Regions from separate parts of the Mus musculus genome. Here region 2 is linked to region 1. The links are chromatin contacts, called in public promoter capture Hi-C maps. All regions are on one chromosome and are shown on one strand. The core of a region is the stretch at or near the end of the contact, and the rest is flanking DNA. Distances in the headings are between cores, read along the strand shown.

What was found. Promoter capture Hi-C pulls out the DNA fragments that hold promoters and counts their contacts.
Region 2: a contact with region 1 is called in a promoter capture Hi-C map of embryonic stem cells. The contact joins the promoter of Thap11 here to the promoter of Hsd11b2 in region 1. A contact is called at or near these places in 9 of 39 promoter capture datasets (the C10 cell line, cranial neural crest, embryonic stem cells and 6 more), 4 of 115 datasets of contacts at active chromatin or transcription factors (embryonic limb bud, embryonic stem cells, large pre-B cells and 1 more) and 3 of 9 other capture datasets (adipose tissue, liver and pancreatic islet).

Annotation. Positions count from the first base shown.
Region 1 is chr8:105,516,552-105,520,063 of GRCm38.p6, forward strand. Hsd11b2 (hydroxysteroid 11-beta dehydrogenase 2) reads left to right here and starts at 2,195. Exons shown (of 5, transcript NM_008289.2): 1 at 2,195-2,578. The coding sequence starts at 2,314.
Region 2 is chr8:105,853,384-105,856,605 of GRCm38.p6, forward strand. Thap11 (THAP domain containing 11) reads left to right here and starts at 1,720. Exons shown (of 1, transcript NM_021513.2): 1 at 1,720-3,222. The coding sequence starts at 1,978. The coding sequence ends at 2,895. It also overlaps a transcript of Cenpt not described here.

The sequences.
Region 1 (3,512 bases), core at 945-3,444:
GGTCAGAGGCTGAGGAGGCCGCAGGGAGTTGGGAGGAAGGTGCCCTGGTCTCCTGACTTAGAAAATGGGGTTCTCAGGAAAGGGGTGTCATGTAAGTGTGGCAGGTAAACCAATCTCATCAAGACTTGGAAAAGTTCCACCTGAAGAAGTATTTGTTCTAGAAGCATCCTACTCAAAGACAATTCCCTCCACCCATCTACTCTCAGCCAGTCTCCCTCTCTCCCTGTCCTGGGTTTCCCCAGGTACTTCATGGGACTAGGGTAGAGCCCTGCTTCCCATTCTCCCCACCTTGCTCTCTTGTGTCTATTTCTTGCTCTGAGAACTGGTGTGTGTGTGTGGCGGGGGAAGCTTGACTATTCCCCCTAGGACTCTGCTTTCTCTCTCTCTCTCTCTCTCTCTCTCTCTCTCTCTTTTTCCTACCTTAGGGAAAGTACTTAAAGTGGCTGAGGCTGGAAAAACTGTAGCTGGATTCTAAGGAGGATAACTTAGTTAAAGCAAGGCATGTCATTCATTTCTTGACCTGGACAATTGACTCAGAACAACCGGAGTCAGTGGGTTTAGAAAAGGATTGTTTCTCTGAGTTCCTAGAAGCAAGAAGAGGAGACAGAAGCTATAGGAAGCACACGTAGCACATACACACTTATGTGCAAGCACACATAAGGTCATACATGACACAGGGCATAGAACCCCATAGACACAGATATAAAAGAACTCAAAGCCACACACCCAAGGTCAGGGACACACAGCTTACTCAGGCAAGTCCTGACACCCAGGCCAGGGTTCCACCATTGTCCATATTTATAGACAGAGGATGGGTGGATGGAAACACACGAGTGACTCTGAGTGGGGACAGAGGAGTGACTCTGAGTGGGGAACAGGGGTCTTCATGCAGAGTTCTTCCTCTCAAGAGAGTCTGGACACCAGCTCCTTCCCGAAGAGTTCACTGGCTCTTCAGGAACCCACACCCGGATGGAAGGGAGGGCTTTGAGTGTTTACATGAAACACTGGACCGGATTCTGGATACAGGGAAGAGAATGAACCGCAGGACAGAGAGCTGTGATAAGGAATCTATGACCCTCTCAGGACCTAGAAAGGATAGAGATGAGGAATGGGGAGGTGTGTGTGTCAAGGGGGGAAGGTCTGGGGGTTCACAGACGTAGGGATCTCCACAGCTCGGCTTTGCTCCTCGCTCTGCACTTAACCCCCAGTGCCTGCCAGAGCCCTGGCATGCATGTTAGGCACAGGTTGCCAGACACGGGGGTGGCGCAGGGTGCCAGGCCACACACAAACAAGGACCTTCATACACACAGGGAGGGAAATGCACCCACACACTACTTAATTCATCCCCTGGGGACTCAGTGTAGCAGATCAGGGACCACCCTGTCCTGACCCTTCTCCCAGGTCTTCCCATTAACTGGTTCCTGGGGAGGGGGTAGATGAAGCTAAAGAAAAAAGGAGACCTTGATGCCTTCATTGACCTTTCCATCTCTGTCTTTCTCTGTGTGTTTCTGTCTCTCTGTATGTATGTCTCTCTCCTCCTCCTCCTTCCTCTCCCTCCATCCCCAGTTCTAGACTATGGAAGAAAATGAAGTGAAACAGAACCCCCCTTCTCTCCTAGCTGTGGCTGAGAACTACCCAGGTGAGAGTGCACATTTGGGCGTGTGTACCAGGGACCTAAGGCCATGCCTGGCACTGCATGCGGGGGCGGGTGTGGCTGGCAGCAGACTCTGGCTGCTTCCATGCAGTGTTCTGGAAGTCATGGCAGTCACAGCCACAGCAATGTGGAATACTTGAATGAAAGTTGGTGGTGGTGGTGCTGATGTTGGTGGTATGTGTGTGTTAAGTATCCCTGAGGAAGCGTGAGCAGGATGTGCACTCCTGAGCTCGGAGGCTCAGAGTCCTTGGCATGCCAATAGGCGCACAGGAGTGAATGAGATGTAAGGCACAGGGTTGGGCAGACTGGCCCTTTCCCGGGCGAAGCTGGCGACTGACGGCTCCGCCTCATGCAACTTGGGGACTTTGTTCCGGCTTCTTCGAAAACGGATCTAGACAGGGGGGCTGGGCGGGGGGGCACCTGCCTGGCGTGGGGTGCTAAGATAGAAGTGGAGGAAAGCCCCACCCTAGCCCCGCCTTCGCACCGCCCCAACCCCGCCCCCAGGGCGCTTTATAAGCTGGGTCCGAGGACCCCGCAAAGAAAGCGAGTATCCCTCCCACCCCAGGCCGGTGTTCCTCTGCATTCCGTGTCCTAGCCTCGAGTCCCTCTCGGCGCTCCCCAACCAGGCCCCCGCCCCGCCCCAGCCCGGCCCCGAAGTCATGGAGCGCTGGCCTTGGCCGTCGGGCGGCGCCTGGCTGCTGGTGGCTGCCCGCGCGCTGCTGCAGCTGCTGCGCTCAGACCTGCGTCTGGGCCGCCCGTTGTTGGCGGCACTGGCCCTGCTGGCTGCTCTCGACTGGCTGTGCCAGCGCCTGCTGCCCCCGCCGGCGGCACTCGTGGTGCTGGCTGGTGCTGGCTGGATCGCGTTGTCCCGCCTAGCGCGCCCTCCTCGCCTGCCGGTGGCCACTCGCGCGGTGCTCATCACCGGTGAGTGTGCAGAGCGCAGGGACTCCAGGCTGGAGGGCGGGACCGCACACCTAGAGGGTTTCCCTTGGGCGCCATCAAGGGGAACTCCGCAGCTCAGACGTAAGAGTCCTTCTCTAAACGCAAGAAAGTGAGCCAAGTAGGAAGCTCCGGGCACCTCACCAAGTCTGGGTTAACTACCTGCGACCGCGAGGATTATTGGTGAGAAAGTAGAGAGTGGGCAGGTGCTCAAAGGAAACTAGTGACTGAAAGAGGAGAAACTTAGTTTATGCTGAGCTCCTTAAGAGATCAGGTGTGGAGCAGAAGACAGTACTTTAGGGGACTTCAGAAGACCCGAGACGGGGATAATGCCATCTCTTGAACTCTGCCTGACATCCCCCACATCACTAGAACACAGTATCTGCTATTCTCTGGGGGCAGAGTGCTTAGATGGTGAGTTCTGCTCCCCGACCTCCTCTGGCTGGAATCCTTGGAGTTCAGAACCGCCTGAGTTCACAGCAGCTGGAGAGTAGCTGCTTCTTAGATCCAGCTACCCACTGCCAAAACTGCAGCCGCCTGCAGTCTACACCTAACACCTCATCCTGCCCAGCCCTGGGTGCCCAGGAAAGGGTCCTCAGAGAGCTGGACTCAGGTGTCTCTAGTGCCTGCCTGTGCTTTCTTTGTCTGGAGCAGGGAATAAATCTGTCATCAGGAGGGAAGGGGAGGGGAGGGGGGCTGCAGACCCAGCAGGAAATGGGGAGGGGGAGGAAGGCCAGGGGGCATTGGTCCATTGCATGGGGGGAGGGGCAGCTGTTTCTCCCCCAACCACCATGGCTTCTTGGAGGTCTTGGTCCTTTATGGGTGGTCTGCATGATAGGATAGGGCCGGGAGACTTTAGGAGGAAATCCTTGAACTGGACCTTGGAGGGAGTTGGGTAGTGACAGGTGGAATCTGAAAG
Region 2 (3,222 bases), core at 470-2,969, 340 kb after region 1:
GGCAGTCACAAGGGAAACAGATGTAGAGGACCCAAGATTAGAAGCAGAGACATGCAATATGATTCTTGCTTTTCACTAGAGATGCCAAGTCCAGAGGATAGGTAAGACAGTGCTGGGGAGAAATTGCGCACTTTGTTTGCTTTTGGTGCTGAAGACCAGGCACAGTCCCTACTTTCAACTTACTAGATATTATTTGAATGTCCATGAGTATGTTAAAGGCTATTTATGTACTGAAGGTAGAGTCAAATTGAGTATCTTCTTTAATGCTTTGTGGGTTTGAATCAATGTGATTCTTCCTCACAAGTTAAAAAGCCAGGCATGAGCAGGGCAGTGGTGGCACAGGCCTTTAATCCCAGCACTTAGGAGGCAGAGGCAGGCTGATTTCTGAGTTCGAGGCCAGCTTGGTCTATAGAGGGAGTTTCAGGACAGCAAGGACTACACAGAGAAAACCTGTCTTGAAAAACCAAAAATAAATAAATAAAAAAAATACCAAGCATTGTGTCCCATGCCTATAATGGCAGTGCTAGAGGTGCATCCCTGCAGCTAACTGGCCAGCCAGCCTAAAATGAAAAGGCCAGCCGGCGTGGTGGCATACGCCTTTAATCCCAGCACTTGGGAGGCAGAGGCAGGTGGATTTCTGAGTTCGAGGCCAGCCTGGTCTACAGAGTGAGTTCCAGGACAGCCAGGGCTACACAGAGAAATCCTGTCTCAAAAAAAAAAAAAAAAAAAGAAAAAAGAAAAGGCCAAGGGCCTTGAGGAATGAATGATACCCAGAAATTGACACTCACTGGCACACATATGAACATGCATAAATGCAAACATTACTCCCCCACTCTCACACATGATATATGTATAAACATATCTCCCATTACTTTGAATGTTTTTAAAATTAATAAATGTGAAAAATATTATACGATATTTATATATTGGTTTGTTTGGTTGGTTTTTGTTTTTTGTTTTTTTTTCGAGACAGGGTTTCTCTGTGTAGCCCTGGCTGTCCTGGAACTCACTCTTTAGACCAGGCTGGCCGCGAACTCAGAAATCTGCCTCCGCCTCTGCCTCCTAAGTGCTGGGATTAATGGCGTGTGCCACCAATTGCCTTGAATGTGTTTTCCCTTCACTGTCTGGCACATTGTAAGCAGCTAGTAGGGACATGGTTTAGGTCAGTGAGTCCATCCATGTAAGAGGTAGCTGAGAGTCGGGAGAGTGCTCCCAATATAAGAAATTGACTCCAGAAGTTCTTCTGGGAGGACTCGGGTTTCCTCTAGGCTAAAGAATGCAGTCCACTCCAAGGTACTGGGGGTCGGGGGTGGGGTGGGGTGGGGTGTTTTTTATAGCAAGCTGCAGAACCTCATTCAAATCCTGGTCTGCAGGAACTCCACCTCTCCTTTAGGAGGCGCTGCAGCCCGCGGCCGCACCAAAACGTTCTTCTGAGGCATCATGGAACTTGTAGTCTTTGTGTTCTTATACCCAGAGCGCTTGCGCTCACCAGGCACGCGCCCGGTACCATCAGGATTCCGGATCCTTGTGAAGGGTAGCCCATGCCATAACGTTCCATTCGAATACATTTTTACCTTTCGCTTAGGACGAGCTTCATCTGGAAAATAATCGACTCTGAACAGGATATCGCGGTGTCCAGGAAAGCCGCCGGAATAAGCCCGCCCCATCCCGGAAGTGAGAGGCTTCTGGCGCAGTGCATTGTGGGGGGCGTAGTCCTCCTTTCCAGGCGGTCCTTCGCGGCGTCCCCCGGGCCGACTCCGAAGCGCAGGCGGACGGCCGGGTGGGTAGCGCGGCGCGGGCGGTCCGCAACCATATTCTGGGCACGGGGCCTCGGCCCGGGACGACTGCGCCGGGCGGCAATAGTGAGAGGCCTCTGAGAGCCTCGCGCGGCGCCGCCCGTCGAGGAGCTGAGACAGGGGCCAGACCCGGCCGTCGAAGAGCTCGAGAGGCCGGTGGGCCGGGCCGCGCGTCGCAGCCATGCCTGGCTTTACGTGCTGCGTTCCGGGCTGCTACAACAATTCACACCGGGACAAGGCGCTGCACTTCTACACGTTTCCCAAGGACGCTGAGTTGCGGCGCCTCTGGCTCAAGAACGTGTCCCGTGCTGGCGTCAGTGGGTGCTTCTCCACCTTCCAACCCACCACCGGCCACCGTCTCTGCAGCGTCCACTTTCAGGGCGGCCGCAAGACCTACACGGTGCGCGTTCCCACCATTTTCCCGCTGCGTGGCGTCAATGAGCGCAAAGTAGCTCGGAGACCTGCGGGAGCTGCGGCAGCCCGCCGTAGGCAGCAGCAGCAGCAACAACAACAGCAGCAGCAGCAACAGCAGCAGCTGCAACAGCAGCAGCCGTCTCCGTCCTCCTCCACTGCCCAGACCACCCAGTTGCAGCCGAACCTGGTGTCTGCCTCTGCAGCTGTGCTTCTTACGCTTCAGGCCGCCGTAGACAGCAACCAGGCTCCGGGATCCGTGGTTCCCGTGTCCACGACTCCCTCGGGAGATGATGTGAAGCCCATCGACCTCACAGTGCAAGTCGAGTTTGCAGCTGCTGAAGGGGCAGCCGCCGCTGCCGCCGCCTCAGAGCTAGAGGCTGCTACGGCTGGGCTGGAGGCCGCTGAGTGCACTCTGGGCCCTCAGCTGGTGGTGGTAGGGGAAGAGGGCTTCCCTGACACTGGCTCTGACCACTCGTACTCCTTGTCCTCGGGTACCACGGAGGAGGAGCTCCTGCGCAAGCTGAACGAGCAGCGGGACATCTTGGCCCTGATGGAAGTGAAGATGAAGGAGATGAAGGGTAGCATCCGCCATCTGCGTCTCACCGAGGCCAAGCTCCGTGAAGAACTTCGAGAGAAGGATCGTCTGCTTGCCATGGCTGTCATCCGTAAGAAGCACGGCATGTGAATGGTTCCCCCCAGAAACCTGCAGAATTCGTGACTCCTTCCAGCCCAAGGAATCCTCAGGCAAATGTTGTACTCCCCAGTATTCCTGTTGACAGTGCCGAGGTTTAGGACAGCGGGACTCCAGTTGGTCAGTTGGCACCTTCTTTCGTCTCCTCGTGAAGTAAGAGTTGGGGACTTCAGAATCTGGTGACACCAGCAGTTATGACTTTGTCTCTCACTCCCCAGTTTATGTTGCAGATTCTGGTTATACACAGGCTTCAGAACCACTGAACTTGGAACTTACCCTGGAGGGGGTGCAGATGGAACTCTTAAGGGACTGTGGGTTTGA